Linked DNA regions of Hordeum vulgare: region 1 is linked to region 2. Evidence: chromatin contacts called from public Hi-C data. All regions are on one chromosome and are shown on one strand. The core of a region is the stretch at or near the end of the contact, and the rest is flanking DNA. Distances in the headings are between cores, read along the strand shown.

Region 1 (3,431 bases), core at 483-2,982, 330 kb before region 2:
TGCTCATTTGATTTCATTGTTGGAGTAAAACTGAAAGTGAAACGGGCTGGTCGTTTAGAATGCACATACAAATTGAAGGAATGAAAGTCAGGTCAAATACAAGGCCAAGTAGCACGAGTACCTCTACTATCTAACAGTTTTTTTTTTAACCAAAACTGTACTTCTACTATGGCATGTATGTATGTATGCGACAGCACTCCACTGATCAGTGATCAAGAGCCAGTGAGAAGTGCTATGCAAATATGCGTACATATGCACGTCATTTGGTTGATTTTGTACTGGTTCGTAATACAAGAAACTGGGATTAATACGTGCCGTGCGTATATACTTGCACGGCGTCATCGTGACGTAAGAGCTGGATCATCCGATGGCCCACCACTACTACCACCATCATGCGTGCCTTTTGAAGAAATCATCACCAGGCTTTGATTATGCATTCTAAAGCAATTTGCTTTTGCTAATGCGATGTAACCTTTTCTTCTCCTTTAGCTTGCTTTTATTTCCTTATTTTCTTTCTTTAGATTTGATTGCATGTTGCTTCGGGTGAGCAAAACCACATGAAATTTGGTGATAGAGAAGTTGGTCACCTAAGCAGTGAAAATGGGAGCATGGGAATGGGGCCATATTTAGATGGTGATGCGTTCTAAATTTTAAGGGCTTACATTCCTTTTCAGAAACATCATATGGCTTATTAGCCATTGTTCACGTTGGTGTTTCTTCTTCTTTTGAGATCCACCCGACAATCCGATTCAGTTGGTGTCTCGATCTTTCGATGATAAAACACTTTGTCAATTTGGGTGGAAACAACTTTGGTGATGCGGCGATGTTGCGCATAGGAATCGCTAACAACTCGGAAAGGGTTACTCATCCAATGGTTCGCTCGGACTCGGGGGGTTGCACGGTGTTAAACGATTGATGTTTGGGTTGTTGGATTTGTACAAAATATGGCTGCACGGAAGGACAAATAAGGGTTAAAACTAAGACGTCCGGTCAATGATCGGACGTGTCCATGAACGTTTAAGGTATCATATTTACAAAGTATGGCTATAGATGCTCTAAGGTGGGTAAAATATCCATGGACTAGGAGGGGTGGTGTGGTGCATGGTCCATATTGGACTTGCCTGCTCATCTATCCAATTAGCAACTTCTTTCTCTTAGAGTCTTCATCTTTACATTGATTTTCTATTCAAAAATATTGTCGATCCAATTTAAATAAATAATTTTCCTTTTAATATCGTCTCTTGTTTTTGTTGGCCATGATCAATTTCTTAGACTTGTGTTGACATGGCGTCGATGATTTGCCACATAAATGTTATGTACGATGGCCCAAATAAGATTGGCCATTCGCAGAATAGAAATGTTTGTGTACTTCCAGAACAGATGCTCATGTATTTTCAAATAGATGTTCATGACTTTGAAAAAAAAGTGTGTATGAGAAAATTGCATGCATCCATGGCAAAAGAAAAGAAAAAAAGAAAACGTGAAAAATATTTAACATTAAAATAAAAGTATAAAAATAATGATGAAAAATAAAAAAAAACTAAATATTAATATAAAATAAAATAAAAAAATAAAAATAAATCCAGATAAAGAGAAAGGCGAAAACTAACACGCAAAATAAAAAGGGCAAAGAAACTGGTAATAGGCCGATGATGGTGTGAGAGGCAATCCTTGCGGCCCGTTATCAGGGATACACCCCTCACAGTAGCTTTTCCGTTTCTTTGTCTAAAAAAAAGTAGCTTTTCCGTTTCTGCGGCTGGGAGGCTTGAGCTGTCTATCCCCAAGAAACACCAGTCAGTCTCAGGCTTGTGCGCAGCGCAGTGGCGACGAACTCCGTCGATCACGATGCTGAAGGCTCTTCCCTCGCTCTTACTAGTCTCTTCGGATCCCGGAAGGTGGCGCCGGAGGCCTTGCCGACGATCTCTACGGCCGATTTCGGCGGCGCTGATGACCAACCCCGCGTACTTCCAAGTGGGCAGATTATTGGGTAGCTATGGCTTCATGAACATCACAAGGTCAGCATGTTTGGGTCATCTCCCCTTTCCGTTTTCCTTCAAAAACTAACAGTTAGTACCCACGGGGAGATGTGTACTTACGTTCTGAGTTGATTCCAAACCTAGGACGGTTGGGCTGCGTGCGCGGGGGTGGAATTGGTTGGAGCATTCGTACTGTTCTCTAGCAATAGCATGTTGCTTAGGTTATTTTAATTAATTAGCCGTTTACAGCAGAAATCACTGGAAATGGCAAGTTTTTGTTTGTGTTTCTTAGGCTGAAACATTGTTTTGGAGACATTCTTGTGGTGAGATTGACAGAATGTGTTGAATTTATTCAGGATACTGTGTGGTTTTGACATTTCCCGTTACTTAGTTAGCTTAGGACACCTCAGATAAATTCACCGGACATGGCCAGCAGTATCATATACTCCCTCTGTCCCAAAATAACTGTCTCAACTTTGTACTAGCTCTAGTACAAAGTTGTACTAAGCTTAAGACATTTATTTTGAGACAGAGGGAGTAGTGATAGAACGTGGATCAACTAGGCATAGATTGATCCGGTACAAACCCATGTAGTTACCTTGCCCGGAGCCGGATGAGCCCGCACCGTTCTCCATCGGTGTGGTGGCGACGGCGATGATGGACAAAAAGGGTTAGGCGTGGGTGGAGCTTCCCATGAGCACCGCGCTTAACCTAGATCGGATAGGTATGTCGGTAGGGGTGTGACGACGGCGAATCTCGTAGTTCGTGCCCCGGCACCCCACCGTCCTTTATATAGCGCGGGTCACAGGGCCGCACCAACCATAATGGGTTGGGCGCCCCCGATCAGGGCGCATAGATCAAGGCCCGGTGGGCCGTTGGGCCCACGCGGTGAGAGATCAACCTAACATTCTCCCCCTTGATCTTGACTTTTACTTTTGACTTTATACTTGTCATTTGTTCCATCACATATAAGCATGTAGAGCATGTCTCATCGTCACAGCTCAATTGCTAATAGAATCATACAGCTACAACACACTTTTGTTTTGAAGCAAATTCCTTTACTTTTGGGCCTCTTATATTCCAGGGATCATAGGCTTTCCAACAAACCCATGCCGGCTAAGTGTTCCTTGAACACACTGGGTGGTAGGCCTTTCGTTAGCGGATCCGCAAGCATATACCTTGTACTTATATGCTCGAGACTTATAGTTTGATCCTGGATTTTATCTTTCACAACGTAGTACTTTATGTCTATCGTCTTGGAAGCATTATTAGACTTGTTGTTGTGAGCATAGAATACTGCGGGCTGGTTGTCACAGTATATCTTTAGTGGCTTGTTGTCACAGTATATCTTTAGTGGCTTGTGAATACAATCCACCACTTTCAAATCGGGTATGAATTTCTTTAACCATATCACCTGCCCGGTGGCTTCAAAACATGCTATGAACTCTGCTTGCA
Region 2 (3,293 bases), core at 572-3,071:
GCACTTTTGGAGGCCTGTGTTGAATATTGCCCAAACCGTCTCAGGCGATGTTGGACAAGCTTCGTTTCCATCGGTGCTACTCCAACTCTTTCTCGTATATCATCATTCTAGACCCGGTGCTTCCTTATGTGGCCACACATTCATCTCAAACATGCGCATCTGTGCTGCACCTAACTGTCGAACATGTCGCCTTTTAGTCGATCAACACTCAGCGCCATACAACATTCTGGGTCGAATCGCCATCCTATAGAACCTTCCTTGTATCTTTTGTGGCAATCTTGTCACAGAGAACGCCAGAAGCTTGACGCCACTTCATCCATCCGACTTTAATTCGATGGTTCACATCTTCATCGATCCCCATCCTTTTGCAACATTGATCCCAAATATCGGAAGGTGTCCTTCTGAGGCACCACCTGCCTATCAAGGTTAAACTTCCACCTTGTGCCCAGTAGTACTGAAACCGTATCTCATGTACTCGATTTTAGTTCTACTAAGCCTAAAACCTTTCGGTTCCAAGGTTTGTCTCCATAGCTCTAACTTCCTATTAACCCTCGCCCGACTATCATCGACTAGCACCACATCATCCGCAAAGAGCATACTATGGGACATCTCCTTGTATATCCCTTGTGACCTCATCCATCACCAAAGCAAAAAAGATAAAGGCTCAAAGCTGACGCTTGGTGCAGTCCTATTTTAGTCGGAAAGTCATCAGTGTCTCCATCACTTGTTCAAACACTTGTCACAACATTATCGAAAATGATCACACTATGGGATCTCAGTTTTGTGGGGATTAATACTTATGTCTTGATCCCTGCAACTTTAATATGGATGTTTAGCTAATAATATGCATCTTTGAGTATTCAGTTTCAGAGAGGTATTTTTCTTCAATAGACCACATATTCTTGTTTTTGTTCGATGCCTGGTTTATTAGCATCAGTCAAATATAAATTGTTGTAAAACGATGAAATTGACTCGTGACATAAACAACCCTTGGACATCAAATCCAGTGCGGAAGATTTATTTTTAGTGTGCAGACGTTTTCTGTTGTCAAATTATCTCGCGGTTTAGTAGCAATCATCGTGCCTGTTTGTAAAATGACTGTGTACTAATAACGCATGGCAATCTTGTGCAGGGAGATTGTAACTTCATTTGTTGTTGACTTCAGGGCTTTCCTAAAGATGTTGGTTGGCAAGTTCTGGAGCAAAGAGGAAAAGAGTATCCCGAGATGGTCCCGTTGTAAGGAATCAACCACTCTATTGACCTCACCGAATAATAGTAGTAACAGTAAAAGGATCATTGGTGGTGAAGATTCAAGATGTCATGTGTAATTTTAGGTGTGACGATATTATTGTTTTTGTGGAAACACGAGTCTCTTGCAATGTTGTTGTACCCTTCCTGATACATTAACAAACCAGGTATATAATTTCTCAGATAGCCATAGCCATGTCTTGTAAAGAGAGGACAATAAAATGGAGAAAATAAATGTCACCTGCTAGCTTGTTGGAACACTGGATGGTCATATTCATGTACGTTTACAATCATGCAATGTTGAGGCACATCGGCTCTGGCTTTCATATTTTATCTGAAAGATGAATATCATACCCTTCTTTTTCAAAAAAGAAAGATTCCAGTATTAGTGGTAGTATTTTACATGTGCACAGAATTATATATATATGTATTTTTTGCTGGGGAAAAAGGTCTTAGTAAGAATTGTCTTCTTGGTATAGTAGTAAGTTGATGTTCTTGTCAGCAAAAAGCTGTACCATTGGATTTGTATTCGAAAGATTTTTCTAGTGGTGACTTCCAATTCAACTTATTTATATGTTATTGTTCTAATTTATGGCAGAAGTTAAATCTCATAAAAGGTGACCTTATAAACTGGAACAGAAGGAGTGTTGAATGACGCAGGGAAAATAACTGAAAATAGCCATTAAACGTGTAACTGATGGCAATGTGGTACAGTATCTCTGTAAGTAACTCGTGCAGTAAACATCTTCTACTTTTTTTTTTGTTACAAAGTAAACATCTTCTACTGTCTGCTGCAGAATTGATTCGACGATTTTTGCCATCTTCCGTGCGAATGCAACACGGAGGCGTTCGCCAGGATTGGGCCTGTGGCGGACGTTCGCCAGATAACATTTCCCAGGTTCAAACGAATCCAGCAACAGAGGTGGCTTGGTGATCCATACAGGTGAGCGCTGCAGCCCAGACACCAGAGTCGAAACCGAACCCAAAACTAGCGTCCAAAACCAAGGTGCGCCGCGCAGCGGAAAGCTTTTCGCCAAAAACAAAAGCGAAATTTCTCTGCACCCAGGCGGCCAGGCCTCATCAACGGACTGGATAAAGAGAAACCCCCACGCGCTGCGCGCGGCCACGACGCGGAAACCAGGCCAGAAACCCCCCCGAGTCTGGCGATCTGTTGGTCACGCCGGCCATTCCTGCTCGCCTCCACGCCACGCGGTGACGGCTAGCCGCCCTCGGATAAGCCATTAAAGCCGCCGCCGCCGCGCCTCGGTTCCGACGACGCCTACTTCGATTTCCTTCCGAGGAAAACCCTCTTCCGATCGCCGGGGGCGCCATGCGCACCAAGCACCTGATACCCAACCACGCCGCGGGTCTCACCTACGCGAACGCCTACGCCGCCGCCCCTCGCGAGAGCCACGGCGATGGCGGCGGCGCCGTCGACCCGTTCGAGGCCTTCCCCGACGCGGTCCTCGGGCTGATCGTCTCCAAGCTGCCCTTCAGGTCCGCCGTCGCTGCGTCCGCCATCTCGCGCCGGTGGCGCGGCGCGGTGGCCGCCGCGCCGGAGCTCGACCTCGACTTCGCCGCGGCGTTCCCCGCCGCGCCCCGCCGCAGGACGGCATTCGCGGCCGCCGCCACCGCCGCGCTCGCGGGCTCGCGGCAACGCCCGCTCCGCCGCCTCCGCCTCGCGCTCGACGGCTTCTTCGACCAGGTCTTCGCCGCCTCCGCGGCCAGCCACGTCGCCTCCTGGCTCGACGCCGCCGCGGCGCGAGGCGTCGAGCAGTTGGAGCTCCACCTCCCGCGCTCCCGCCTCGCCGTGCTCCCTCCCTCCCTCCTCGCCTGCACCGACCTCACGTCGCTCACCCTTCGCCTCGACCACAACGCCCTTCCGCTCCCTTCTCTCTGCCCCCTCACCCACCTATCCCGCCTGCACCTCGCCTCCATTTCGCTCGTTGGCTGCGGCGACTTCTTCGAAGACCTCTGTTCTCACTGCACGCAGCTCAGCTGCCTGAGCCTTGAACAGTGCCATATCGGTGCACTCCGACTAGCCG

Evidence for each region. Hi-C and Micro-C count contacts between places; a contact is called where the count stands out from the background.
Region 1: a Hi-C map of leaf shows a contact between it and region 2, with 5 times the contacts expected there. The contact joins the promoter of LOC123403490 here to the promoter of LOC123406200 in region 2. A contact is called at or near these places in 3 of 6 Hi-C or Micro-C datasets (leaf and seedling).

The regions. Positions count from the first base shown.
Region 1 is chr6H:453,550,382-453,553,812 of MorexV3_pseudomolecules_assembly, reverse strand. It overlaps LOC123403490, which reads left to right and starts at 1,732. Exons shown (of 12, transcript XM_045097422.1): 1 at 1,732-2,015. The coding sequence starts at 1,846. It overlaps LOC123402275 (myb-related protein Zm1-like), which reads left to right. Exons shown (of 2, transcript XM_045096175.1): 2 at 1-275.
Region 2 is chr6H:453,223,555-453,226,847 of MorexV3_pseudomolecules_assembly, reverse strand. It overlaps LOC123406200 (F-box/LRR-repeat protein At1g06630-like), which reads left to right and starts at 1,821. Exons shown (of 4, transcript XM_045099674.1): 1 at 1,821-1,969; 2 at 2,046-3,293. The coding sequence starts at 2,579. It overlaps LOC123406201 (histone acetyltransferase MCC1-like), which reads left to right. Exons shown (of 6, transcript XM_045099676.1): 6 at 1,166-1,506. The coding sequence ends at 1,328.